Regions from separate parts of the Mus musculus genome. Here regions 2, 3, 4 and 5 are each linked to region 1. Evidence: chromatin contacts called from public HiChIP or PLAC-seq and promoter capture Hi-C data. All regions are on one chromosome and are shown on one strand. The core of a region is the stretch at or near the end of the contact, and the rest is flanking DNA. Distances in the headings are between cores, read along the strand shown. Region 1 holds the start of Hsdl2 (hydroxysteroid dehydrogenase like 2). Region 2 holds the start of Slc31a2 (solute carrier family 31, member 2). Region 3 holds the start of Bspry (B-box and SPRY domain containing). Region 4 holds the start of Hdhd3 (haloacid dehalogenase-like hydrolase domain containing 3). Region 5 holds the start of Prpf4 (pre-mRNA processing factor 4).

Evidence for each region. Promoter capture Hi-C pulls out the DNA fragments that hold promoters and counts their contacts. HiChIP or PLAC-seq counts read pairs in DNA pulled down with a chosen protein or histone mark.
Region 2: a promoter capture Hi-C map of embryonic stem cells shows a contact between it and region 1, with 3 times the contacts expected there. The contact joins the promoter of Slc31a2 here to the promoter of Hsdl2 in region 1. A contact is called at or near these places in 1 of 39 promoter capture datasets (embryonic stem cells) and 1 of 115 datasets of contacts at active chromatin or transcription factors (astrocytes).
Region 3: a contact with region 1 is called in a promoter capture Hi-C map of liver, with 6 times the contacts expected there. The contact joins the promoter of Bspry here to the promoter of Hsdl2 in region 1. A contact is called at or near these places in 2 of 39 promoter capture datasets (liver and second pharyngeal arch cranial neural crest).
Region 4: an H3K27ac HiChIP or PLAC-seq map of hepatocytes shows a contact between it and region 1, with 14 times the contacts expected there. The contact joins the promoter of Hdhd3 here to the promoter of Hsdl2 in region 1. A contact is called at or near these places in 1 of 39 promoter capture datasets (stem cell-derived epiblast-like cells) and 1 of 115 datasets of contacts at active chromatin or transcription factors (hepatocytes).
Region 5: a contact with region 1 is called in an H3K4me3 HiChIP or PLAC-seq map of stem cell-derived neural progenitor cells, with 8 times the contacts expected there. The contact joins the promoter of Prpf4 here to the promoter of Hsdl2 in region 1. A contact is called at or near these places in 1 of 39 promoter capture datasets (liver) and 2 of 115 datasets of contacts at active chromatin or transcription factors (astrocytes and stem cell-derived neural progenitor cells).

What each region holds. Positions count from the first base shown.
Region 1 is chr4:59,578,410-59,583,997 of GRCm38.p6, reverse strand. It overlaps Hsdl2 (hydroxysteroid dehydrogenase like 2), which reads right to left and starts at 2,435. Exons shown (of 11, transcript NM_024255.3): 1 at 2,223-2,435. The coding sequence starts at 2,239.
Region 2 is chr4:62,284,344-62,289,726 of GRCm38.p6, reverse strand. Slc31a2 (solute carrier family 31, member 2) reads right to left here and starts at 3,298. Exons shown (of 4, transcript NM_025286.3): 1 at 3,153-3,298. The coding sequence starts at 3,158.
Region 3 is chr4:62,476,578-62,482,014 of GRCm38.p6, reverse strand. Bspry (B-box and SPRY domain containing) reads right to left here and starts at 1,948. Exons shown (of 7, transcript NM_138653.1): 1 at 1,578-1,948. The coding sequence starts at 1,922.
Region 4 is chr4:62,498,593-62,504,515 of GRCm38.p6, reverse strand. Hdhd3 (haloacid dehalogenase-like hydrolase domain containing 3) reads left to right here and starts at 2,316. Exons shown (of 2, transcript NM_024257.1): 1 at 2,316-2,358; 2 at 4,423-5,462. The coding sequence starts at 4,579. The coding sequence ends at 5,334.
Region 5 is chr4:62,407,524-62,413,314 of GRCm38.p6, reverse strand. Prpf4 (pre-mRNA processing factor 4) reads right to left here and starts at 4,532. Exons shown (of 14, transcript NM_027297.3): 1 at 4,414-4,532; 2 at 3,563-3,740; 3 at 1,433-1,619. The coding sequence starts at 4,440. Cdc26 (cell division cycle 26) reads left to right here and starts at 4,690. Exons shown (of 4, transcript NM_139291.4): 1 at 4,690-4,763.

The DNA.
Region 1 (5,588 bases), core at 1,186-3,685:
ACTTGGCATCCCCTTTCAGCTATGATACTCTGTCTCCTTAGATATTGCCAAATGTCTTCTGGAGGCCAAACTGTCTCACCTTCACTAGTGAAAAAATAATACAAATTTTAACTATAATGAAGAGCCCCCCCCCCCCCGCCACTGGATGGGTTCCCAAAGAATTTACTTAGTCTGTATTAGAACTATTTTTAATTACTCTAGTTTTATAAACCACTTTAATATCCAGAAAAGCCAGTTCACTTCATTCTTTTTCCCCCTTTCAGGCTATTCTAGGGTCTTTAGTTTTTCAAACTTCAGAACCTGTGACTGGCTAGATTGGGCTCAGTACTCTCAATAACACTTTTGATGGTGCAATTCTTTTGGTGGTGAATACCTGTCTGTCTTGTAGTATCAAAAATTTTTAAAATATATTCCCTTGGTTCTAGCAATTTCACTTTCAAGAATTTATCCCAGATAGTATATTCATCTATGTGTAAACAGACACATAGAGGGATAGTAAAGCCAGGCATGGTGGCACAGACTTTTAATCCCAGCACCTAGGAGGTAAAAGCAGGCAAATGTCTGTGAGTTCAAGGCCAGCCTGGTTCAAATCACAAGTTCAAAGACAGCCAGGTTTACACTCAATTCTTTTTTTAAATAGTTTTTAAAAAAGATTTATCTATTACTATTCATTAGTACACTGTAGCTGTCTTCAGATGCACCAGAAGAGAGTGTCAGACCTCACTATGGATGGTTGTGAGCCACCATGTGGTTGCTGGGATTTGAACTCAGGACCTTCGGAAGAGCAGTCAGTGCTCTTAACCGCTGAGCCATTTCACCAGCCCCGTTTACATTCAATTCAAACCAAAATAAAACAAAAGAATAATAATGGAAGCAAAGATAGAATAAAACACCACCAAGAAAAAGATAACAAACAGCTGGAAATGACTTAATATCCAACAATTGGAAACAGGTTAAGTACATAATGGTCTTCAATAATAGTTTGCAACCATTAAAGAGGACAAGGACAGGCTCATGCCTTTAATCTCAACTCTGGGGAGGCAGAGGCAGGAGGAACTCCCTGAGTTCAAGACCAGCCTGGTCTACAGAGAGAGTTCCAGGATAGCTAGGGCACAGACAAACCTTGTCTCAAAACAACAACAACAAACAAAACAAGAGGACAAAGACAAGCTGTGTGTACTGGAAACCTAAGTATGTGCCAAGACATGTCAGGTAAAAACAGCAAGCCCAAAATGGAGTTTGCTACTATTTTCTAAAAAGAAGGTATCCCTGTAAGGTATACAAAATATGTTGATAAGTACAAAAAATACAAACAGAAAGAAACTGGAGTTTTAAAGAGACTTATACCCTTTTGAACTATTTAAGTCTTTTAGCTGTCTATATGTGTCAAACTAATTACAGAATGGGCTTAACTTGTCACTCTGCTTAAGATAAACTTTATAGAACATAGTGGACCTACCTGAGTTCAGCAGGAACCAAGGGCAAGAAGAATCGGGAAGAACATTGTTTAATGGGTATTTGTTTTGATTTTGTAAAGTCCTGGTGACTGGCTGCACAATTGTGTCTCTATATAAGTGGGCTTGGGGGAGGGGGTGTAGACAAGGTTCTAACTCTGTAGCGTTTGCTGACAGAGTGAGCCTAGCACACTCACTATGTAGACCAGAACAGCCTCGAATCAATAGATCTTCTGACCCTGCTTCTGAGTGCTGGCATTAAAAGCAGGCGCCACCGCACCTGGCTAGGCTGGGATAAATATACTTCATTTTTAAGTAAAATAAATAAATAAACCCCTTACCAGAAATGTTCGTATTGTAACATTTTAACTCGCTACTAACTTGAAAACCATTTTCAAAACACCATTCTTCTATTATTCTACAATCAAGCATACAAACAGAAAATCTGAAGTCACTGTCTCAAGCGACCTTTCGCCTAGAAGATGAAAGCAACATTGTCACCAGGCCAAGCTAAAGGCGAGATGGGGCTACAACGGGTCGTCGGGGACACCTACGCTCGCGACCTTTCCCCGTGGAGTATCTGACACCACTGCCCCTTGCAGTGTACAACTTTTGAGTCTCAGTAGTACAGAACTTTGGGTTCTCGTGCATGCGCAGGTCCCAGCGACTCTATCTTTCCGCGAACCGGTGTTCCAGAGCGCGCGGCTCTGGGTTGCGCCGGCGACCTGCCGACTGGCCCCTGACCCCATCCCACCCCCGTCCTCTTACCCAGTGTTGGGCAGCATGACCTTCGCAGTTCAGAGAACTTGGTGGCAGTGGAACAGCAGCGAGCTGTGAGTGACAGGCGAACTTTCTCTCCGCATTTAGCCGCGCCCCGGGCCCCGCCCCGAGACCCGCTCGGGGACCGGCCCTCCTACAAGACCGAGATCCTACAAGACCGAGAGCTTACAAGACGGTGTGCGCCTGCGCACACCGGGCACTGGGCGGTTCTTCCCGCAGTTCTACAAACGACACCCAGGAAACCAACGCTCTGCGCAGGCGCTTTGGAGTACACCTCCGCCCCGCCCCTTTCCCGAGTCTGTAGGTGACAATCAGTTTCTCCTGTGGGCCACTGGCGTGTCTAGAGCATCATTACTACGTAGGCTTTTCCTCCTCAGCCTAGGTTCGGCGCATCGACGGCTCCCAGCCAGCCAGATGGCGGATTGAGGGGCGCTCCGGGGACTGACTTGAGGGTGCTGGGCGTCGTTTTCCCCTGTCTGTCCCCGAGCCAAGGCGCTCTCTCCGAAGAACACTTGTAGACATCTGAAAAATGCTTTTTGCAGAAGCCGGTCACTCTCATTTTCGCTGCCACTGAATCTAAATTTAGCCTGACCTCCAGTGTCTGGAGACAGGAGTTTCTGGAAGAGATCTTTGCAAAGGTCTCCCGCAAGCGTTCATCGTATGATCCGGGCCACAGAAATCAAGGTTGGAGAAGGAATCCTCAGTCCTGGAATGAATGCCGGAATGAGGTCGAGTCTGGGATTCAGTTTCGTTCTTGGAGTTATACCTAACTGAGCTACCCAGGAAATGAAATTGTTTTGTATTTTGTAGCGGGAGAAAAAGATGCTAACGAGGTTGTTATCTAAAGCTTAGTTCAGAAAACAACTTAAGACAGGTAGGTATATACTCTCCTAATTGTCAAACTTGCTGGATCTTTTGGAAGAGCAGCCAGTGCTCAGACAAGAGAAACCTGCACATCAAATCCTACACTCTCCTGACCCTGCGCAGCTAGAGCAGTTATTACTCCCTCCCTCTCCCTGACGATACCCCCACCCCCGCGGGGGGTGGGGAAAGGCAAATGCCAGCCTTGAGAACAAAAGAAAAGCAGCATACCCTAGCCTCCACGTCACTTAAACTCGACCCCTTTTGATTAACAACCAACATTTCTCACAGTGCAGATGGCTCCTTGCTGTTGAAGGAAACCGAAGCCAATACCCTTGAAATGATAATAGCCCACTCTTAGACTATGAAAAAGAGACAAACGTTCCCAGACAGCTGTGGCCGGTTGTAAACATATCAGAAGCGGTTCTGATAGCACAAGTTACTCTTCCCAGGTCAGAAAGGTACCTTTTCAGCTACACGGTTCTGCCCTGCTGTCTGAACAAATGTTATCAGGTTTAAAGGACAGCATTCCTTTACCCTCTCCTATATTGCCAACACAAAAACCCGCTTGCGGGTTTTTTTCTTTATAAACCCCCTTTACTTAGGCCTGGGGGTTCACTCTTTCCTGTTCTGTCAGGAAGGTTGGTGGCCCAAGCTCGAGCTTAAATAAAGACCCTCATGCGATTACAGTGGGGTATGATTCCTGGTCCTCTCCTTGGGATTTTTACAATCTGGGCACAACACTCTTAACCAGGGAACCATCTCTCTAGCCCTAATTAAATATTCAAATAAAAACGTATTATTAAACTGTGGCTGTTTACCCTTTTATCACCTTGACCATTAGCTATTGACACGTGAGTTTGTAACCTATAATAATGATTATTGATGATTCTAGAAGAGTGTACTTATTCAACAAATATTAGTACCTCTTAAGTGAGAAGAAACAGCAGGTAGAAAGGAACAAAATCTCTGTCCTTACCTAGGAGGTGTGAGTAGCCAGTTTGTCTTTGTAAATTCCAAATGTTTCAGAGAGATATGGACAGTTTAAAATGTTCCTTTGGCCCTTGACTGCTTTTACTGAATGGTCTGTATATTTGTCTGGTAGCAGTGAATTCTTTGGCTGAGAAGCACCTGAAAAATGTTCAACATCCTTAATCATCAGGGGAATGCAAACCAAAACAACCCTGAGATTCCACCTCACACCAGTCAGAATGGCTAAGTTCAAAAATTCAGGTGACAGCAGATGCTAGCAAGGATGTGGAGAAATGTGGGGCGTGGGTGTAGGGAAAGAGGGGCGAGGGAGAGAGCCCGCCTCGAACCAGAGTTCCTGTGTTCTGGGCGGGCAGATGGGCGGGCAGATGGGGGAGGACTGCCGTACCCTTTCCACGTGGCCCTGCATGGGTGTCTGGCTGTGTGGAGCCACTGATCCCAGCTAGGCGGGTGGTGGACAAGGGGCAGCCCCCATACCAGGTTCTCAGTCTCCGGCATCCCACACTGGATACAGCAGAGGAGATGAGAAAAGAATAGGGGCCCCAGGACAACACTCTCAGCCCCAGGGATACAAGAAGAGGGCAGAGGGAGAGAGGTTCCCACGCAGGCGAGTGTCCTTAGTCCAGTCCGTGGCTGGAGCACAGGAAGGCCGTCTGACGTGAAATTAGGCACAGTTCGTTAGGAGAGAGCCTATCCCATCATCCAAGCACAGTGAGCCTTGGTGAACAGAGACAGTCTATGGTTTTAGAGCTTTATTGTAGAAAGGCAGGGAGAAAGGAGAGAAGGTGGAAAGAGAGAGGGAGAGAGAGACCAGCCATGGCCAAGAGGAGGGAAGGGGGAAAGAGAGAGAAAGAGGAAAGGCTAGAGAGAGTGAGGAGAGAGAGTAAGAGAGTGAGGAGGGGCCAAGTAGCCCCTCTTATAGTGGCCTAGTATTGTTGTTGCTAGGTAACTGGGAGGAGTCTAGTCTGAAAGTCAGAAGCTTGGGACATTGAATACGTGGGGGCTTCTCCTGTGGGGGCTGTGGGAGCAGTAACTTTGACTGGAGCCAGGAGTCCAGGTTATCCCGTGTAGATGAAAATTATCACCACTGGGTTTCACCGGGGTTCACAACTTCAACTCGACTGGAGACTAGACTGTCTGTGCATAGCCCATTGCCCCACATCGAAAGAGGAACACTCAAATAAATTAATTAAAAAAAAAAAAAGCCGGTCGGTGGTGGCACACACCTTTAATCCCAGCACTTGGGAGGCAGAGGCAGGTGGATTTCTGAGTTCGAGGCCAGCTTGGTCTACAAAGTGAGTTCCAGGACAGCCAGGGCTATACAGAGAAACCCTGTCTCGAAAAACCAAAAAAAAAAAAAAAAAAAAGAAAGAAAGAAAGAAAGAAAGAAAGAGAAAGAAAGAGAGGAACACTCCTCTGTTGCTGCTGGGATTGCAAGCTGGTACAACCACTCTGAAAATCAGTTTGGCGGTTCCTCAGAAAATTGGACATAGTACTACCGGA
Region 2 (5,383 bases), core at 2,049-4,548, 2.7 Mb before region 1:
GGGAAGGAAAGCCAGTGGTCAAGGCTACAGCTGAAAAACAGGATGCAAAGCGGGTGGAAAGAGGTTAGGAAGTAAGATGCTGAGGCACAATGAAGAACAAGAGAAGACAAAAAACAAAACAACAAAACACAGGTGTGCACAGGCCTGGTTCTACATACACAGAGCGAATTACAGGTGAGCCACTGAGTGTGGAGACTGCCAACAAGCTCCACGCTGCCCAAGCAGCTTAGTGAAGGACATCACGTTCCCTTAAGACCCCAGGGCTTTACTAAAAATACATGTGCCTGGGCCTACTTAGACCTGTCAATCAGAACCCAGGAGAAGAGCCAAATGGTCTTGCGATGACCCATTTGAGGAAAGGGTTCCGATGCTCACTGTGCGTGGTACAGTTTGAACAGAGGAGCAAAGCCAAGTGGACAGAACACAGATTCTGAATCTGTACATCCCGTCTCTGCCTTCCTCTTCTCATAGGAAGAGCCACACAGCAAGCTCCTGTTGGAGCTCAGCCTCCCCACCTGTAAAATGGAGACTGACCCCCAGGAAGACGTTCCCTTGGTCTGGCTTTACTTTCTCAGATCCCTGTGAACTTGATGCAGAGAGGCTCCCATTGTGAGCTTCACTCCGACACTGAGGCACAATGACAAACAAGAGAAGACAAAAAACAAAACAAAAAACAAAACAAAACAAAAAACAAACAACAACCCCTCCCCCCCCCAAAAAAAAACTATGTCTCTACTTGTGAGTAGAGAGGGATGTCTCAACTGTGTGTGTTCTATTCCCCATGTTTAGGCTTGACCCCTGTGGAACTGGAATGTTGGGATGGCTGTTGTACTTGGCACATAGGCCTTTTAGTTCTGACTTGCATCAGCAACACTGCTGTGCCTACACTAGAGCTAACCCCCCTGAAGACCCTAGATCTGCAGAGATCTGATTGAATAGCACCACCGCACAGCCCTCTGTCTTCCGAGGCCCTGCACAGGCTTGCACCATGTTTAGTTCCCATCCCACCTTCGCTATTGCCAGGTACTTAACTGAGCTTTTGTTTGTAGGCCCATGCACTTAGAGTCCTACAACTTTCCAGCTGACATTCTTAGCTTCAAATGGTAGCATGCGCCATAAGCACTCTGGGTATTTCTGGGGCAGGTGTCTGTAGGGGCATGCCTAGAGAAGCGGTCTGAATCACCCCATCCCCTGTCTACTAGGTACAGGTAGGTACTGGCCCTGTAAATTACGTAAGAGCCTCTATCTGGAGATACGAGTAGTCACTTCAGAATCATGATGACTAGTGAGTGAGTACTTTATCTTCCTAATATGAAAGCAGCACTTGGCAGATATAAATAGCTAAAATAGTACCAAATAGGAAAATAATTTTGAGTTCCACCATCCTGAGGCTCCTCGTTAGAATTCCACATGAATAGTTAATGGCCTGGGGAAAATGCTCACAAAAGAACAATATTGTGAAGCAAACAGGCATAACTCCATGTATACCACAGGTGCCTTCATAGGCCTGCAGGAGAGACCTCCCGCACCATCTCTGCCAGGTGGAGGTTGTGCTCAGCACGCCTTCACCCAGTCTGGCTGGTAAAGCAGTTGGCATGCATGAATGGAATGTCTTTGGTAGCTCATCTGGTCAACTGGGAGTTTCCACAACTCATTTTATTCTATCATTCTTTGGACCCAGGCCAACTACCTCAGAAGAAACAAAACAAAACAAAACAAAAACAAAAAAGCCAACACCCTTTGCATCTACAGGAAAACCTAGACACCTCTCTCAAGCAATCTCTCCTTTTCTTATGCTAGAAATGTGCAGGCTGAGACCAAGGAGAGAAGGCTGGGGGCATCTGAACCACTTAGCAAGGGAGATGGAAACAGGAGGGGACAGGAGGGGACAGAAGCAGGGAGGAGCAGGGAGGCCCAGTGATGTCCTGGAGACAATGCCACCTGTGGGAGGAGAGGCAGCTGCCTGGGAGAGTTGGGAAGCAGGAACAGGAGGCAGCTGTCAGGACAGACTGCAGGGTGTCCTCACTCATAAGGAATGATTCATTCCACTTCCTACCGAGTTCAAAACTCCTGTTCCCCCTGCCCTTCCTCACTTCTGTATTTTGGCTAAAGAAAAGGATTTGAAATCAGCACACCCAGACTTAGGAAAAGGGACCGCAGCTTTCAGTTGGCAGGTTCTGCGGTGAGGTATGCAAGGGCAGAACCCTATCGAGTTCCCACTGGAGATAAATCTGCCTCTATGGCAGTTTATCGAGGCTTTATGCAGGGCGGCACCTCACAGAGGAGGGACCGTAGCCAAGAAAAGAACCATTCTCAAGACTTGATTTTTTTTTTGTTTTTTGTTTTCCTTTTATTTGTGGTTAAATTTAAAGAAAAGTGCCTTCGTTTTTAACCAGACACCAGAAAAGGATGGAGGCCTGTGTGGTGCTGCTGACTGCCTGGAGACCTTTGTTAAGGGTTTCCCATCCATTTCCTGTACTAATGGATCTGCAGGAGGTGGGACGCCTCTCCACCAAACAGCCTGGCTAGACTTCCTGTCGTACATTCAGACACCTTTGTGACATGAAGAAACAGAGGATTTCCTCAGAGAGCAGAGTCTTGCAAGCTGTCATTCTCTGTCTAAGAGGAACCTCACCAGGAAAACACGTCTGTTGAAAGCCCTACTTTCGGATTCATAGGAAAGATTGGGAGGTGGGGGAGTAACTGGGTCCATGTTAAAGAAACAGTTCCAGGAACCTGCCCAGGACAGGCCGAGCCGGGGGTGGGGGTGGGGGTGGGGGTGGGCGGGGGGAGTGTACTCAGGGGCTGAACCCTGCGGGACCACCCTTGGAGGAAACCTTTCCGGAATGCCCTAAATCTGGTTAGAGCCCGGGAAGGGACCGCGGACAGCTGTCCTTGCTCTCCAACCCACCTGCAGCGTCCCAGCTGGGGCTGGCCTGGCTGTAGTGACTGACTCCTACCTAACAGAGAGGGACAAACTTCCAGAGCCACAGCTAGCTTTTCCTGCCGCGCTCCCCAGCCCTACTCCTGCTGTGACAGCGGCGATGACACATTCCCCCCCACCCCACCCCGGGGTCGAGAGCTGCGAGGATCTCCAGGGTACCGCCCAGCCCGTCCACCTTCGTCCCCTCCGCTGCACAGCGCAGACTCACCGGCATGGTGAGCACACTAGACGGCCGCCCGGGTCGCGTCTGTCCGCTCGCTGCTCGGGACTCAGCCCGGGACTCTACTCAGGACTCTACTTGGGACTCGACTAGGATTGCGGCTGCTACCGCGCCCTGGCCACGCGAGTCACGTGGCCCGGTGAGGTGGCGCGCGGGCGCCTGGGAGTTGTGGTCCTCACTCGCGCGCCACCTCACGGCCCAGGCCACGCCAACCGCGGGGGACCCACGCGCACAACCCCTGAGTTGTGCGACATCTCCGAAATCCCCAGCGGCCCAGGCAACCTGTAATTGACCTTGCCTTGGCAATTAGCATGAAAATGTTTATTACTTTTTGATCAGATATCTCGTTAAGCTTAACACATGTTGAGTGCAAAATTAAAAGGTTCATCCCAGGAACACAAAAACAACAAATTAGGAGTGCATTAAATCAACTACGCCCTAGACGCTCCCTGTCGCCACTTTATCTTCTACAATCTGATGAGCACACAGCAGTGCACAGTTGTAATTTTCTTTCTGTGTACATTCTCACAATGATTACGTTTCTATATTGCACAAGGTTTTCATCTTCCTTGTAGGTAATTTAAAAAATCTTAGTTTATTTGGGCTACATTAACAAACTATAATAGACTGCGGGCTTATAAACCATGGACATTTGTTTCTCACAGTCCCGAAGTCCAAGGTCGGGGCTCAGATTCCATTACACCCCAGGGCTGCTTTCGGCTTACGGACTGCTTTTTTCTCATTCTCCCTCACACGCACTAGGCTGTATTTGTTTTCTTACTAGGTTGATAAACTTTTTCTCTCGTTAGTATTTCCATTGCTTTTTTTTTTTTTTTTTTTTTTTTTTTTTTTTTTTTTGGTGTGTGTGTGTGTGTATTGTCTTTTCATCTCACTGATTTAATTTTATCAGGAATATATATCAAACTTTTAACATTAATTCTTTCCCTAACATCAAGAATCTTTCATATACGTTCTTAAACACACTTGGCAATCCTTTGCCAACCAATCTGCCCATATGTTCCCCTCAAAGAACTCTGACCAAGGGTTAGCTGAGACACTGAGACTGGAGTCGGACATCTCAGCTCAAATCCTGAGTTCTGGAGTATTAGCCATGAGGCCTCAGATAAACAGCTTTATACATCTAAGGCTCAGCTTCCTGATCAGATTTAAAAATAAATATATACTAGAGTCTATGTCACATAGGTGTTGAAAGACTTAGATGAAAACACAGGTTGAATTCTCAGCATTAAACCTGGCAGTGGAGCCTTGTGTGATAAATGGAAGCCATTGTCATGATTAACAGCAAATATTTCCACCCTGTGAGAGAGCCACCTGCAAAAGGTTAAGCTCAGGGTCACACAGAGTTTGGCCAAAGCTAAGGGGAGTTGTACAGCCTCAGAGAAAACATATCTGCAGGACTCACAGGAGGGTAAAAATCTATCTAACCTCAGTGGCTAATGGGCTAGGCCTTTTGAAGCCTCTGGAACCCAAAAGCAATGGAGGGAGTTGGAAATTTGGGGCTACTTTTTATTGCTTTATGCCTCCCACAGTAGCAGCCATGAGTAGGCTCTTGTGCCAATGCATGCCCCTTCCCCCTTATTACCCATGGAAAGATTAGCAACTTAGCCTCATTCATTCGAAGGTTTTCGTTGGCTTTGCCCCAATCTGATGACCTTCACACTTAGTTCTAGCTTCCTTGTGGATATTATGGTTACAGCTTTTAATCCTGTATTCAAGAGCAGCTGGTTACTCATAATCCACCAAAGACTGACTGCCCTTTCCCTGGCTCCCAGGAAAAGGAACTGGACTCAGATACAGAATTCTAGACCTTAACATTACACCAGAGCTATCCACACTGGGGTCTGTGTCAGGATTCTTTCTTTCTGGATTCTTTTTAGACAGCCTGTGGACTCACTTCACTCCCCTATCTCCACAGCATAGATCTGGATCCTGAGACAAAATCTAGGCAGGAAAGGCGGCGGCATCCCGGAGAGAAGCATAGGGCCCTATTAACTGAGCACCGAGGTTACTCAGCTAGTAGTGGGGCAAATCCGACTAGCCATTATGTATTAATCTATCCTGCTCCTTAAAAAGCATTTCAGGCAGCCTAGAGATGGTCCAGGAATTAAAAAAAGGATGAAATCTGTGAGGTAAAGAGTCTCAAAGATCAAAGAAGGGACGCAACGGAGTTACTCAGAACTCCGACCATGGGACACGAG
Region 3 (5,437 bases), core at 699-3,198, 2.9 Mb before region 1:
TCAAACTCAGAAATCCTCCTGCCTCTGCCTCCCAAGTCCAATCACACACTCTTATTCTGTAGTATGGATTAATACTCTAGTGCATGTATACACGTGCATATGTTTACATTTTCCTTATCCATTCATCACTAATGGGTACCTAGGCTGGATCCTACCTTGAGCCTGGCTTCTAACTAGCTTCAAGGCATGAATCCAGAAGCTAAGAGCAGTTGAACTAGTCCTATTTTGTCCAGGTCAGTAATGATTATGCTCCAGAGACAATCTCTCTACAGGATGGAGGGATAGGAGGAGGATGCTGGAAGCATTGTAAACTCTAGGGCTGGACATGCAGCTCAGTGATCTAAAATACATGAGGCTCTGGTTAAACACAGCATCAAAAACAAAACAAAACAAAACAACCCAAAACTCTAAAGTAAAAAGAAAGATGGCAAGACTCACTTCCCTTACACCAAGGCTGGGTGTAAGGTGTTAGGGTAGCTCAGGGAAGGCACCCGGGGCAGAGTACCAAGCTTGCTCTCCTGCCCTGGCCTTCACCCCTCTCACCACTCATACAGGCATGAAGGCTACTTTCAAGGTTTTCCATGAGGTCACTTCCTCTTCATAACCACTGAGATCAAAAAGTGGTTTCCTCTTGCCCGGTCAATGAATCTCCCCCTCTTAAACCCTGACTATTAAGAGTTACCATCCTCCTGTGGGCCCTTTTCCTCGTCTGAAAAACCTTAGTTAGAACCCACGCTTCAGCCTGGATGGAACTCGATGATAAGTATCTAAGTCCTTAGGAATTTGTAAAAGCCTTACCCATGATGCAAGCTGATTTATATCAACTTTTCTCAAGTCTATTTTCACCATCCCTGAGTAACTGAACTCCACCGGCCCCAGTTTCCAGGGAGGTGTGTTTATTACAATCTGGTTTGAGTAGGTGATGTCCCCAGCGACAGCTCTCAGTGCACAGCAGGGCTCGGTGCCAGGGTGGGGTTGGGAGAATTAAGCCATTTAATCAAATTGCAAGGAGTTCCCCAGGGGCCTCAGCTAAAATGAAAGGAAGACGACGGCTGCACCAAGGTGACTTGGCCTCCAATCTCAGCAGCTCAGGGAAAAGGATCAGGGTGTAACTGGAAAATGACCAGCCTAGAGCCACACTGAACCAAGAGATGAGGAGACCTTAGGAGATAGAGTGCCCTGCTATTCTTCCACCCTATCCATCACTTCAATTACAGTCTGGCCAGGTTGGAAGGGAACTGGATCCCTCACCAGGAAACCTGAAAGGGGGGAGAGGGTGACTCTAAGTCAAGAGGTTAGGGGGGGACTAAGTTTTTACGAGGTCAGCTATAACAATCACGTGGTGTTATGAATGCCTAGAAACTACTGGTGAGAGACACCAAGCTTGGATCAGTGACTCACAGGGAGGGGGCAGGATTCAAACTCCGATCCAGTTTACTCCAGAGGTCACACCTTTAACCACCTCCTTCTGCAAGGGAAGCCACAGAAAAGCCACTATCCCCCACCCACCCACCCCGGTCCCTGGTCCCTGCCAGTTCCCCCGCCCCAAGAAAGTTCCCGGCCCCACGCCCGCTTACTCTCAGCTCCTCCGCGTGCTCCTCCGCTCGACGGATGCGGTGCCGGTGACAGCGGCCGCCAAACCCGGCGCAGGTGGCGCATACCGGCCGTCGCTCCGAGAGGCAGAACCAGCTCAGAGGCTCGAAGTGCTCGGGGCACAACTGGCTCCGCTCGGACCCCTGCTTCGGTCCCCTCCTCAGTCCGGATCGCGGCCCCGGCTCCGGCCCGGACTCGGGTCTGGGCTCCGGTCCCGGTCCCGGCTTCGGCCGGGACTCCGGTCGGGACTCCGGTCCGGGCTCCGGTCCCGGCTCCGGCTCCGGCCCGGACTCGGACCCGGACTCCGTCCCGGAGACATCCGCGGACATGGCCGAGAGCCGGAGGCCGCGCGCTCCACCTGTCGCAGGTACCGAGGGCGTGGCCCTTCCAGGCCCCGCCCTCTCTGGCTTCGCCCCTCCCAGGCTGCGCCCGCGCGCTGACCCACACCACACTGGTTCCGCCTGCATCTGTAGGCTGTGGTTCTTTATAGGATTAAGTTGTGTTGTGTCAGAGTTTTAAAAACAAACAGCTGGGAGCTGGAGAGATGGCTCAGCGGTTAAGAGCGCCGACTGCTCTTCCGGAGGTCCCGAGTTCAAATCCCAGCAACCACATGGTGGCGCACAACCACCCGTAACGAAATCTGATGCCCTCTTCTGGTGTGTCTGAAGATAGCTACAGTGTATTTACATACATTAAATAAATGGATAAATCTTAAAAAGAAAAGAAATACCTCAAGATACGTGATGTGTTTGATTTAAAAAAAACAAAAAACAAAAAAAAAAACAACTGACATTCTAGTGCCTATACGAATCTTTAGTAAGCAGTTACGAAGTGTCAGATTTTTTGCTAAATGCATTAACAGCGTGTTTGAGGGGCAGCTTTAGGCATGTGTCTTAAATACAGGCTCATTTCTCAGCTGTGCTTGACTGTTAAAGGGGGTTGAGGCGATCTCACTCTCATACTTGGGTTGAGGAGTATATAAATGAAAGCACATGAAATGAGTCAGTTATGGTGACACAAATCTGTAATCCCAACACTTGGGAGATAGAAGTGGGAAGATCAGGAGTTCAAGGTCATCCTCAAACATATAAGGTTCGAGGCCAGCTGGGTTACGTAAGACTTTGTCTCAAAGACACATTAAAAAAACAAAACAAACAAATAAAACAAACAAACAAACAAACAAAACACAAAAAACCAAGCTGTGAGTGGTGGCATGTGCCTTTAATCCAAGCACTCAAGAGCCAGTAGCTGGGCTGGAGAGATGGCTCAGCGGTTAAGAGCACTGACTGCTCTTCCGAAGGTCCCAAGTTCAAATCCTAGCAACTACATGGTGGCTCACAACCATCTGTAATGAGATCTGACACCCTCGTCTGGTGTGTCTGAAGACAGCTACAGTGAACTTACATATAATAAATAAGTCTTTAAAAAAAAAAAGAGGCAGAAGCTGATGGATTTCTGTGAGTTAGAGGCAGCCTGGTTTTACATAGCGAGTTCCAGGCCACCAGGACAGCCAGAGCTACAGAGGGAGATAGTCTTAAAACAAAACAAAGCAAAAAAGAAAAGTTATGAACAGTGTCAGGCACACAGCAGCTGCTCAGTGCTAACAGCAAAAGGAAAAACACTTATGACAATTTTTATCACATTTATTTATTTAGAGAGAGAATATTTGAATACTTTGGAAGTGTATGTACCACAGTGCATTCGTAAACCAGAGGACAGCTTGCAGGAATAGGATCCCTCCTTCCATGTAGGTTTTGGAAGTTGGACCTAGGTCACCAGACTTGGCAGCAAGCGCCTTCACTCTCTAAGTAACCCCATGCCTGATTACTATTTTATGGAAATTAAGTAACGTGTGGAGTCTCAGTTGCTGATTGATGGCAATGATACCAAAACCCAAGCAGTTTAACTTCTGGTTACCTGGATGAGTAATTTTTAAGTTACAACGTATTGAGAAGCATTGAAAGGGCTGATTTTCCAAGTAGTGTATTTGCATTCAAATTTCCTGAATTTGATTATTTGGGCTTTTTCTTTTTTAAATTGACATTGATGAAAAAGTAACTTTGAAGACAATGGGATATGCAAATAAGCACAAAATACCAAAATACCCATTTCAAGAACAACTAACTTCTGAGGCTCTTTCTGCCTCTTTGATGAATCAAACTGAACCCAGAAGGAGCCTTCTGCAGGTCATGCAGCCTGGTATTCCTGATATGTGGGGAAAACTGCTCCTAGCCCAAAGTTGGCCTCTTGGGGGCTTGCATATCTCTACACTGGAAACCCTCAAAGCCACTACTACATAAAGAGGATAAAACTTTTCCTTTGTAGTCTTGGCTTAGCCCCCAGATTTGAGTGCAGCCAAAAGCCCTGAAGCCACTCAGAGTCGTACTGAGTGGAGCCATCCTTCCAGTATGGACACGAGGCCACTCAAACACACAATGCTCTATGCCAGGTGACATAGGAATGTAGGGTTGTTGGTTATACAGCTCCTGGTTGTAGGTCTTGGTCAGATTGCCTGATTCCTCTGGTCTCCCTTTTCTCCTCAATTCAGTAAAGTAACAGCATATCTCACTTAGAGGCCTGCCTCAACAATTAAATGCAGTCTTATCAGTGAAGTGCTTAGTTTGGGGGTTTAACATGTACCAGGCACAAGAAATGCCTTTATTACACACAAGGACCTGAAATGTACTCGTAGCAAATTACGTGCGGTTCTTAGAGGGGTGGGTACTGTGATCCTGACATCAAAAGAAAAAAAAAAAAAAAAAGGAAAAGGGAAAAAAACCAAAACTGGTCTAGCAAGCTGGAGAGATGGTTCAGTAGTTAAGAAGGCATTCTGTTCTTGCAGAGGATCTGAGTTCTGTTCCGAACACACAACTACATGTAGCTCCAGCTCTCGGGAGTCCAGCGACCTCAGCAATCACCTGTGCTCAATGAGCACATGCCCATGGGGAAACACATGGACAAAATACATCTTAAAAATAAGTAAATAAAAGTTCTTTTTAAAAAAATGCAGTCCTGTGTATTCCAGGGCAGATACTTCAAAGTATTCACCCTCCTTTGAAGTAGAGATGGAGACAGGCTATGGTAAATAGGAATTGTAGTTAGATTGTTTTTGTTGTTACTACTGTTCAAAAGAAGAAGCTGTGGGGGACAGAGAAAGATATTCCATAAGGCCTTTGAGGGAAGTTGGACACCTTCACTGGGAGGTAAGCCATCAGACGGAGGGGTGTCTGGGCAGATGGACAAGCACATGGAGACAGCTAAGCGGTGAGTGGATGTATGTTTAGAAAGTTGGACTCATCTGTCCACTGCCAACCATAAGGGAAGACCACAGAAACCTTCTGAGGTCAGGGTTAGCATGCTACCCTCTGAATGATGTCGACCTGAATGAACTAAGGTGGTGGCTGGAGAGGAACATACAGGCTTTTGTTTTTAGGATAAACACGAGGCTGAACTGAGAAACCTTGGGTGACAATTATTCTTGACCAAGGAAGAGAGGGAGATGTTACAAATCACCCCCCCCGGAAAAATGCAGAGCCCCCCACCCATGCAAGACACCAGGCTGGCCACACCCAGAAATTCCCAGACTTTAGGCAGGTTCAGAATCACTGGGGGATAGGAAATAGGGGTGGTGAGAAATGAATTTTCTAATAGGAAATGAACCACAAAGTCTGTGGTAGAACTAGGAATCTGTGTTTTTAGCAGTCGTGCCACGATTAGGACCCAAATGAACCCTGTGAACTAAAAGAGGGTTTAAGCAGCAGCAACTCTCTTATTAGGTAGGGCTAACAAGTCAAGGAAGGAGGAAGGAGGAAGGAGGAAAGGAAGAGTATGAGCATAGTGAGGC
Region 4 (5,923 bases), core at 1,067-3,566, 2.9 Mb before region 1:
GACATTTTTTTCTGTTTTAACTGAAAAAAATTTTTAAGTAAATGAAAAATTCAAAGTAATGAGAGATGTGTGGTTGGCAGTTGTGCCCTGCCTTGGTTTCCCTGTGTCTTCAACAGGAGACTCAAGGATGGAAAATACTTCATATAAGAAACTTTATTTCCCAGCCAGGGGGTGGTGCATGCCTTTGATCCCAGCACTTGGATCTTTGAGTTCAAGGCCAACCTGGTCAACAGAGTAAGTTCTAGGACAGCCAAGGCTACACAGAGAAACCCTATCTTGAAAAATCAAACAAGGGTCAGGGGTTGATTTGATTTCCCAGAGAGAAAACACCACAAGCTAGCATCTGCAGAGTAAGAAGCCAGGGGGCTCCGATGGACCAAGGGGTGAAACTGTCAGGGGATTTTAATAACTGAGTTATGGGATGAAAACATCCATTAAAGGGTACATATGTTTTTCTGTTTGAAATGGGATCATGCTCCATAGCCAAGGCTGGTCTGTAACTTCTGCCTCGGCTTCCTAACTGGACTTGCAGGTTTACCACCACACCTGGCTAAGTGTACCCAGCTTTGAAGCTGCAAATCAAAAAGAAGCTAGATTCAGAATATCAAAGACCACCACCATCTTTCCTATGACATCCCAGGCTATTTATCTGTGTATTGTTCCTTGCTGCTGCTAACCTAGAGACAATAAAAAGTAGATTCTAGTGGCCCAACAGTTAGGTCAAGGTCATTGGCCCAGGTGAGCCAATCAATACACGCTGGCAAACCCTCTTTGGAGATGGGCAGCGTGCTGTGTAGTATGTGACCTGAAACAAAACCCTTAAGCACCTAGAAGTCTGTTTTCTCTCCTGAAAAGAATCTTCTTAAATGCTCAAAGAGGTTTTCTGTGTGATCTGACTTGATATCAACCATCTGTCACTGTGCCAACAGCACATGGAGAGACCTACCAAATGGCAGCTGACATTGATTATCTTGGAAATCTACTTAAAGCTAGCCTGGATTCTAGCTTTACTAAGTTACTCGTGTCTAGTCTCCAGGGTGGCAGAGTTGGAATCAGAACCTACAGGCTTAGGTTTGAGGTGACCCTGAAAAGAGATACAGTCAGGGATTCCAGGATTCTCTGAAGAACAGGTGGGCCTCTGATGTCCTGGCTATCCTTTCTACCTCCATTTCTGAGGAGCAAGCTTGTTCGGCAAAACCAGTCTGGCAGGTGAGCTGACTGCTCTGTGACTTTGCACTTTGCTTTCTGAGGCCCAGGGAGAGGGAGTTGAGTCCATCTAAAGTCCACAGAGCCAGGAGATAACAGAAGATGTTTTAAGAGGGTACCTGTGGGGGAGGGGAAGAAAAGAGCAGAGGGAAGCCCTCCTGCCCCTGCCCCCCAGCCAATTCCTTGGCAGCACTTACAGCTCATTTCCGTTATGAACTTGGTTTTTGCCTGATCCTCCCATGTTCGCGTAGGCAGGAAACTGACATTTTCCTGCTCTATCCACGCGTCAGACACAGAATACAGGTGCTTACTTGGCACCTCACGAATCAACTAGGTTGAGAGGAAAGCTTTGCTTTTTTGCTTTCAACGGTACTTTTGAATATAAACGTGTATTTCAGTTATGAAAACCGCATTTAAAGGGAAACTCTTCTTTCCTTTAAATGTTTGTTTGTTTTTTGTTTTTTGTTTTTTTACAGAGAGAAACTAGGTTAGACAGACACGGCGGTGGCACGCCCATTATCCCAGCACTTGGGAGGCTGAGGCAGGAAGATGCTCAGGACCCGTTTGCCTGCATAGTGAGACCCTATCTTAAAACCAAGTGTCTAGGTTATTGCAGTCAACAAACTGTGTGTGTGAGACAAGAAGTTCCCTTCTAGAACCAACTGGGGTCTCTCAGAACAGAAAGGGACAGAGCCTTGCTGGAGTCCTCACTGCGTTTGGGGAGCCGGCCTGAGCCCTAACCCCACTCCCCGCCATTGCCATTCCCAAGTTAGTCTAGGTCCCCTAAGTGTCTCCATCCCACGGAGGCGGGGGCCGGGGGATAGAGATGAGAAGCAAAGAGAACACCTGGGTTGTGATAATGAGTATAAGGGCAGTGGGGAGGAACGTGATGAGGGGTGAGACAGTGACCTTAAGAAGCCAGGGGACGGTGAGAGGGCGTGAGACAGGGAGCAGGGAAGCTACGGGGTAACCTAAGGGACAAGAGGCCCAAGACTCAGCGTGGCGAGTGACGGGCGCGAGGGAGGAGCTTGGTGACGCCTAGAGTGGGGCGGGGCGAGAATCAATGGCAAGTCCGAGGGTCGCGAGCTACTGATCGCCTACATAGAGCCGGTGGAGCAGCCGCTGCGTCTCAGGTCTCTTTTCCCGAGCCAGGTGGGTGCGGAGGCCCGGGGCTGGGTGGAGGGTGCTAAACCGTGGGAATCCGTGCAGTCGAGCTGGGGACGCTGGAGGCCAGCCAGCAGTGGACTTGGCCCCGGAGGCTCCAGTCTCGCGTCCCGCTGCTTTTAGGGTAGTCAGTCCTGCAGCGGAGCCCCAGCCCCGCTATGACTTTTGTCCTGAGACATCCAGAGGACTTTCGGAACCAGTCTGGTTCCTGGCTGGGCCTCAGCCTACCTACCTGCTCGATGAGAGCCCTTTTAAAGTTGTCTCACTATTTCGAGCTGACTTAAATCTCTTCTTTGTCACATTTCTTTACGCGCCCCGCCCCCACACCCCTCCTCACCTCTGTTTTGTTTGGCTGCATTCTGAATGAACCCCGGACCCCACAGATTGAAAGACACAGCTAAGCAGTCCCCTCTGTCTGGAGACAAACCTGCAATCAGTCTCTGACTCCAGGCAGAGAACTGACAGTTGGGTATTTGGCACTAATAACTCCAGGGAGAACTTGCAGCTCAGAGCCAAGTTGGAACGGACTGTCTTCTGTCCCACTCTTCCCAGGCTCAACATAATCCAACTTTTAAAAGAATATAAACATGGGTAAGCAAAGGCAGCCCTGGCTAGAGTCTGGACATTTGGGTTCTAATCCAGGCTGTTGGCAGGTTCACAGCCCCTCTCTGGTTCCACCAGCTCCTCACCAGTTATGTTGTTGGTCAGAGTCTCCAGGAACCTTTCTCTTTTTTGACATTACTAGTAATTTTTTTAAATGAAGCCAAGTTGGAAATTTTATTAATAACATTTTAATGCAGGATTAAGCATGAGGGTTAGGGGGGAAAGAAGGACTCTGAGGAAAGTCAAGCATACTCAAATATAAATATGGGTTTCTTAAACAAGGGCACCATTTTCTAATAATTGTAAAAGGGTCATGGGCTGGAGAGATGGCCCAGAAGTTAATAGCACTGCTGTTCTTCCAGAGGACCCAGGTTCGATTCCCAGCACCCATGTGACAGCTCACAAATGTCTGAAATTCCAGTTCCAGGGCATTTGACACCTTCTTCTGGCTTCACAGGCACCAGGCGTGACGGAGGTGCACTTATATACATGGAGGCAAAACCACATACAGATAATGGCAGGCATAACTGCTTCCTGACTTTGACCTACAGGGCTATGCACCTGAGCTCAGCTCTGCCCAGAGCACTAGACTTTGCCCAGCCTCAAGGAAGTTTATATATATTTTTTCTGTATGTTCTTTCCTCGGGATTCCTCAACCTGCTAAGGAAATTCCCTGAGTTCAAAGACTGACTTTGGTTCCAGATTTATAGCCTCATGGCACATACCAACTTCACTGTGCTTGTTTTATAGGTTTTTGGTCTACAGAGAAACCCTTAGTATTTAATACCTAGAAATGCCACAGGGGATGGAAAACTGTCTTATTCCCCAACATCGGACTCATAAGATGTCCAGAAATGTGTTTTGAAACAAATGCATAAATTATTTCATTTAGTCCAAAATTTTCCATTGGGTGTTTTTTTTTTTTTTTTAAATGATTTGTTTTCTCACCTTCATGTGTGTCTGTGTGAGGGACTGTCCCCTGGAGCTGGAGTCACAGTCAGTTGTGAGCTGCCATGTGTGTGCTGGGAATTGAACCCAGGTCCTCTGGAAGAGCAGCCAATGCTCTTGACCACTGAGTCATCGCTCTAGCCCTGGGTTTTACTTTTTAAGCCAGATTTAGCCCAGCTAATCTCAGACTTGCCATATATCCAAGGAAGACTTTGAACTTCTGATCCTCCTGCCTCTTCCTCCTGCCACTATGCCTCCTTTATTCCATCTGGGGATCACACCTAGCTTTATGTGTACTAGACAAGCACTCTAACCAGCTGAGCCACAACCCTAGCTCCAGCCCCAAGATCTTGTGAGGTGGGCACCCTCGTGCTTCTCTTCCAGATGAGACTCACGGGTATTTAGAGTAACTTCCTCCGGTCACATACTTGGTACACCAGGATGCCAGTCTCTGACAGCAGGGCCTCAGCATCTACCTCACCTACCGATTTTTCATTCCAGGATCTTGTGCTGAAAGCCATTTCCAAAGTGCCTTGGGACAGCCTACCCCTCTGACCTACACAGCCTGGAAAAGAGCCACTGTTAGCCTGTAGAGGGGTGGCCTGAACCAGCTCAGTAGCTCCTTTGATTCTGGGATCTGCACTGAACTTGATCTCCATGGCACACCGGCTGCAGATGCGTCTGCTGACGTGGGATGTAAAGGATACTCTGATCAAGCTCCGCCGACCCGTCGGGGAGGAATATGCCAGCAAGGCCCGGGCCCATGGAGTGGTGGTGGAAGACATAACCGTGGAACAAGCCTTCAGGCAGGCATACCGGGCTCAGAGCCACAACTTCCCCAACTATGGCCTGAGCCGTGGCCTTACTTCCCGTCAATGGTGGAAGGACGTGGTCCTACACACCTTCCGCCTAGCAGGGGTCCCAGATGCCCAGGCCATGACTCCAGTTGCTGACCAGCTATACGAAGACTTCAGCAGCCCTTTCACCTGGCAGGTGTTGGAGGGGGCTGAGATGACCCTGAAGGGGTGCCGTAAGCGGGGTCTGAAGCTGGCAGTGGTCTCCAACTTTGACCGACGACTAGAGGATATCCTAACAGGCCTTGGCCTGCGAGAACATTTTGATTTTGTTTTGACTTCTGAGGCTGTGGGCTGTCCTAAACCCGACCCACGGATTTTCCGTGAGGCTCTGCAGCGCGCTTGTGTAGAACCTGCAGTGGCGGCCCACGTGGGGGATAGTTACCTCTGTGATTACCAGGGGTCTCAGGCTGTGGGCATGCACAGCTTCCTGGTAGCGGGCTCAGAGCCTCTGGACTCTGCAGTCAGAGATTCTGTACCTAAGGAACATATTCTACCCTCCCTCTCCCATCTCCTGCCTGCCCTTGACCTTCTGGAGGCCTCAAGCCCTATGTCATGAGTCTGGTGAGGGAAGTAGCTGGGACCAAATAAACACTGGAGGCAGGGAGTCCCTTCTCTCTCACCTCTCCTGCAGAGGGAGGTGTCTCGGCTCTCCTGCTGCAGCCTCCATAATTTAATCTGAGCATAGAACTGCGAGGGCTTGGCAGTAGCCTGGTCTCTGAGCTCACTACTCATCCCTGTGTTCCTTTTTATGTATTCTTATTATGTGGGGTGTGTGTGTGTGTGTGTGTGTGAACGTGTGGGATGTGTATCATGGTGTATGTGTGGCGGTCAGAAGATGATTTGTAGGCGTTGGTCTCTCATCTTTACGTGGGCTCTGGGGATCAAACTCAGATCACCAGAGTTTGTGCCATGAGTGATATCACCCGCGAAGCCATCTCGACAGCTCCCTCTATCCCTTTTTCTAACCCTGCCCCGATCGATTCCATATCCGCCGAGGGCCCATCCATTCACAACCAGGAACTTTTTGGCTTTCTGAGATGGGTTCTCTCTAGCCCAGGTTGATGTGGACTTAACTCTAGTCCACGCAGGCCTGGGAACTCATAATGATCTTCCTTCTGAATCAGCCTTCTGAATGCTAGGAACGC
Region 5 (5,791 bases), core at 3,283-5,782, 2.8 Mb before region 1:
TAAATCCTTTTTTTAAAAGAGCAACAACAAAATCAAACTAAAGGATAATTCTGATGACACTACAGAAAGCAGTACATTATACCAATACCAGAGAGCGGTGAACATAATGTGAAGGGAATATGGAAAAAGTACAGAGCCAAGGCTTGGGAGCAGGTGTGGGATAGATATCAGGGAAGGCTTTACAGATAGGGTGTTGTCAAACACTCATTCAGCCCAGAGTCAAAAACAGAAGTTGAGACAGAGGGTTAAAGAACTCTAAAGGCCTACAGTCAGGGACGCAGGGTGAGCTTAGGCCTGCAAGCGCTTCAGTAGAGTTGGAATATGGAACAAAGGGGAAGGGCTGGTGATGGCCAAAGCTGGGAAGTCAAGTGGGGCCTGGTCACCGGAGCCTTTACGCTACCCAAGGAAGGGTCTGCAATGAGAATGATAGGGCAGCAGGCAGAAGAGGAAGAACAGTATAGAAAACTCGCCTTTACTGTTAAAGCAATCAAGTCACAATGGTGGCCCCGAGCTAAGGTAGTGGCAGCTGGGATTCAAGGCATTCACCTATGGGACATAATAATAAAGCACAATGGACTTGGTAGGCAGAACACTGAGTCAGGCTGGCAGGGCGGCTGGGAGGCAAGGGGCCTGCTGACTTGAGATAGATCCCTGGGACACATGGTGAAAGAGAACCAACTCTCACAAGTTGTTCTATGACCCCCACATCCGTATGAAAGCACATATATGTCTACACACACACACACACACACATACAAATAAGAAACACTTAAAAAGGCACTGGCAGAAGTAATGGAGCAAGGCTTCTGTGAACAAGGGGCATTTATGCTCAAACAAAATCACATGACTCTAAAAGCTAAGAGAGAAACAAAAAATGAAATATTTGTGTACCAGGTTCAGAGGTTAAAGATTACTTTTTGCGCCAGGCGTGGTGGTGCACGCCTTTACTCGCTGCACTCGGGAGGCAGAGGCAGGCAGATTTCTGAGTTCGAGGCCAGCCTGGTCTACAAAGTGAGTTCCAGGACAGCCAGAGCTACACAGAGAAACCCTGTCTCGAAAAACCAAATCAAACCAAACCAAAAAAAGATTACTTTTTGCTCTTTCAGAGGACCCAAGTTCAGTTCCCAGCAACCATATCCGGTAGTTCAATATTGCCTGCAACTCCAGGTCCATAGGTAATACCCTCTTTTGGACTCCCAGGGTATCCTAACTCACCTGTACACGCTTCCACACAGACATATTATGGATTTATATAATGAAAACAAAACAATCACCTAGCATATCCAGCAAGCAACTTCCCAGCAGAGTAGGCAAGGGCCTGATGGGAGTCAGCACCAACTTCACAACCCTCAATAACCACAATAACCACAGTAACCACAGTAACCTTGTACCTCCAGCGACAAATAACAAATGTAACGTTTATAAAGGACACCTTTCTCTTCGTTCAGCAGGGCCCTCTCCAAAAAGCGTGATAGGCTCTCCCAAGGCTCGAAGGCAAGCCTTGACCTCTGAGTCATCTGTGGAAACATTGATCTGCCGGGCTCGCTTTCTTCTTTCAAACTCTGCCAAGACTTCTGCCTGCCGCTCACTGATGTGCTCCTCAATTTCAAACACTTCTCCTATGCAAAGAACAGGTAACACGGGGGAAAGAAACAGTTAGCCAGTCAAGAGTCTGTCCTGCGGTACAGTGTCTTAAACTGGATGGAGGTGCCATAGAGTGTTAAGTGTGGAGCTCACAGAGACTTCAGCAATATCGAAGGGTCCCTGCTGGGCTGCACCATGTATCTTTGCTGCAGCCTTGGTGCTGAGCATGTGCAATTCTGTAATGTACTTATTGTCTGCCATGCCATATGACACTAAGGAACACCACACGCAAAGTGGCTCAGAGGCCATTACATCTGATGAATTGCAATGTCTTCACTGTACAAAGTTATAAGGAAAACATTTAATTTCCTCAGCATCAAATATCAAATAGTTTTATCTTTGGACTATACCGTGTTAAAATATTTGTTTATTTAGAATTGCTGTTTGGACGATGGGGAGAAGCTCAGTGTATGCCTGTTAAGTTCAGCACAATATCTGAGTTGCTAACTAAAAAAAAAAAAAAGAAAGAAAGAAAGAATCAAAGTATTATGAAAAATATTCAAAATGCCCTGACTTACAATATTAAAATTTCAGTTAACATTTAATTCTCTATCAATAAACAAGTATGTCCATCTTATTAATACTGAAATTTGTTTTGGTCTTTAAGAGCTGAAAAGTTGTAAGCATATGCAAGAACTGTATCTAATCTATCTTACTTTTTATAGCTTACCATTTTCAATTCTCAGCTTATTAAATGATAGCAAACACATAAACCCAAGTGATGCTTTAAACTGAGGGCAGGAGGGCCAGGCCACCTCTTCCATTTATTTCACTATCTCTTTCTATAGCTTAGAACATTTCTTATTTGGAAAGCCCAACTCCTACCTGCTAAAACAGTACCCCCAGGAGAGCATTCACACACAGTGAGAGGAAATAATGACCAGGAAAAACAGGATTCCTCTGACAACAAGGTAAGTCTTTTTGGATACTATGGCGATTAGTTTTAAAACCCACAACCCCTCGCCCCTCCTAACCCCCAGTGAGACAGGCTTGAAGACATTTAAGAATAGTATATGTGTACAGGGAAAAAGTGTGCACATTTAAATACTTATAATAACTAAGTTAAACTAGGCAGGTAGTGGTTTTTATTCTTTTTTATGCTTTTATTCTCAGCACTCTGGAGACAGGGGCAGGAGAACCTCTGAGTTGGAGGCCAGCCAGCTTGGCCCATGGCTACACTGAGAAACCCTGTCTTGAAAAACAGAAACAAAAAGGAAAACACAAAGAAAAACCCTAGAAAAGTAAAGGAAAGAATTCTATAAACAGTTATAAACCAATGCCAGAACTAGGTTACATCTCCCAAAGACAAATCCACTCAAGAAGTCTACAGAGACCACGAGTCATTCCTGCAAGGAACTGTAGAGAATACAAGAAATCCACTCACTGGATGATGTCAAGCAGGTAAAGTCACAGGCTCAAAGGTGAAAACAGAAGGGTAAGGTTGCACGCGTTTGCAAGTATGTCTTCCCAACATTTCATTCTAAGTAGGTACCACCACATTGACTTTTTTTTTTTTTTTTTTTAGAAAAAGGAAAAACAAGCCAGTAAAAAAACATGGGTTCTGGGGCTCAGTCTCAGGTCCTAATGGTCACAGAGAAAAGCTTTTGGCACCTGAACTAGCTCCCCAGACCAATAGAAGGTTTTGGCCTATAAACCTAATACTATGTGGTTTGGGAAGGTGTTCATCAGAATATTGAATCATCAAAAGTACATGGTGGCGACCAGGAAGGAGGCAGGAGGAGTTTGAGGTCAAAGGTAAGAGACTGTGGGGGGTGGGGGGAGATGGAAATGTATGGCTCAGTGGCAGAACAGTTGCCTAGCATGCAAAAAAAAAAAAAAAAAAACCCGGGTTGGATTCCCAGCACTGTTTAAAAAAGGGTGTGTGTGTGGGGGTAATGACCTGCAATTTGCATCTTACCGGATGTTATATTAATATTTCCTGCTTCAATGCCGGCTTTGAGTCCTTCTTTTCCCAAAATCCCAGACTCTCCTTTGGCCAGGCGTTCCCGCTCTTTCTCTTCCAAGCTTCCATAGTAGATGTGTGGTTTCTTCACAACGGGAGCAACTAAATCGTCAGGCGCTTTGGTTTTGGTTGTCTGTTAAATCAAAGACCCGGACTAAGGTTTAGTTCCAGCAAACCATGCTTCCCAAAAGAATGAAGCTAACGCTGCACTTTCATCTTCTTTCCTCTCAAAACTAGAGGAGAAAGTCGAAACTGACTTTGTGCGAGTTAAGGCTCTTGTTAAGTTTGGCACACAAATACGACCAATCAATTTCTGCCTGAAGTGTCTTGGTTGTTTTGGGGCCCGTTACTTTAATCGACTGGAAAAGCAATCTCCGGTTTTACGAAAATAACTTCTCACTGCTGGGCAGACACTAAAAACAACCTAAACAATCAGGGTGGCTCTAGGTGCACCAAGTCACGATGTGACTGGAATACACATTTCAAATACTTTCAGAGCCGATTACAAGTTGGGAAGCCTCATCATAGTAAGTACGAGTCGGACAGCTTAAGTCAGGACACAACCCGATTCCAAAGCACCGTGTTTTGGAGCAGCCAGAAAGAGTGGTCTCTGCTCAGGACTTAAGTAAGAGCAGTGCAAAGAGAGCTGCAGCACACGAAGACATCAGGAAAAGGCTACTAAGGTCCACACTAGGGTCCCTCAGCTTTCCTCCTCCTCGGCCCAGACCCGTAAGGTAACGGCCCTTTCCCACGGGAACCCCCGGCCTCTCTAGGGCAGGCCTGAGCTTAGATCCAGAGCTCCGTACCGTGGAGGAGGCTCGTGAGGAGGCCATGCCGGGCGGCGGAGACGCGAGGCCCTAGCCAAATCCGCGTTCTACTTTTCAGACCGGGAACCGCGCGCCTAGCAAAGTGGAAGTGCGTCACTGGCCGGAAACGTATCAGAAACGTACTACGTGCGAAGTATCTTGGGAATGGTAGTTGCCAAAGGTCGGCTGGAGTCGAGGGGCGTGGCCTTACAGAGCTACACAACCTCGCGGGAGAAGAGGAGCATGGGAAGAGAGGCGCAGAGCAGCCTGGGAGGTGTAGTTTGGGCTGCGCAGCAATGGAGTCATGGTGGGAGTTGAGGTTCTGGGGAACTGCAGAGGCCTGAAAAGAGGTAGGTTTGCGGATCGCAACCATAATCTGGAACAAAACGAGGGTCTCTGTTATCCTTCGGGAGGCCTTCCGCCATTTCGAAGCTGAGGCCTGTGTTGCCATGGAAATCTCTCCCTAGACTTCTGCAGCCTTGGAGCTGGGAAAGAGGACTGTTGTCCACGACGGAAGTCCTTCGGGGGCCCCTCGTAACTCGGTGGCTACGTAATCAGTTTGGGCTTCAAGAAGATATTAAACTCTAAGACCTTCTAAGGCTAAAATAGAGATGTGGTGGAGGAGCTGCGGCCTAGTTTGTTGTGGGTTTACTTGTCTACAGCCTATTCTTTGTCTGTGTTCTTTGAAATAAAGGGTCCATGAAGGCTCCAGATAAAGAGCATATCAGCAGTAGTAGCTCCAATGAATGTTAGGCCATCAGAGATAAGGTTTTTTTTAAAAAAAAAATCCTTACATGAAAGTTGTGGGGGTTACAAAAATATGCGCGTTTGCCGAGCTGAACAGACTCACTTCCACACTCAAGGCCCTGCCCCGAACAACTCCAATTAGAAGAGCACTTCCTTTTCGAGGACTTACTAATGCCGAGTTACGCGCAACGAGCTTATTCTGTTTTAGTCATCTCAGTCACGGACAAGAGTACAAGCCCGAAAAAAACCAAAAAACATTCTGGTGAGAAAAGGTCGTTCTGGAGCCGTAGTAGTAGAATTAGTAACGTGGCAGGTCGCGAGCCGCCGAGCCGCGCTTTTAACTCGTACTCATTATTGCTCTCTAGTGGTGAGGCTTTCAGAAAGTTCCCTCGCAAGTAGGGAATTATTGTTGTTGTTGTTGTTTTTCTAAGTGTTTCTTCCTTTCCCCCTTGGAGCTGACTTCCATTTCTCTACGTAAGGATCTGGTAGAAAGTAGTATCTGATAGAATAAAGCAGTTTTGAAATGTCACGGGCCAGTGTTTTGATTAGATCACCCCTTGCTGTGCTAAGCCTCCTGAGAGAAGTGTAAATGTTTCCTATACATTGTAGTGTTTTGTTTCGTTCTGGATGC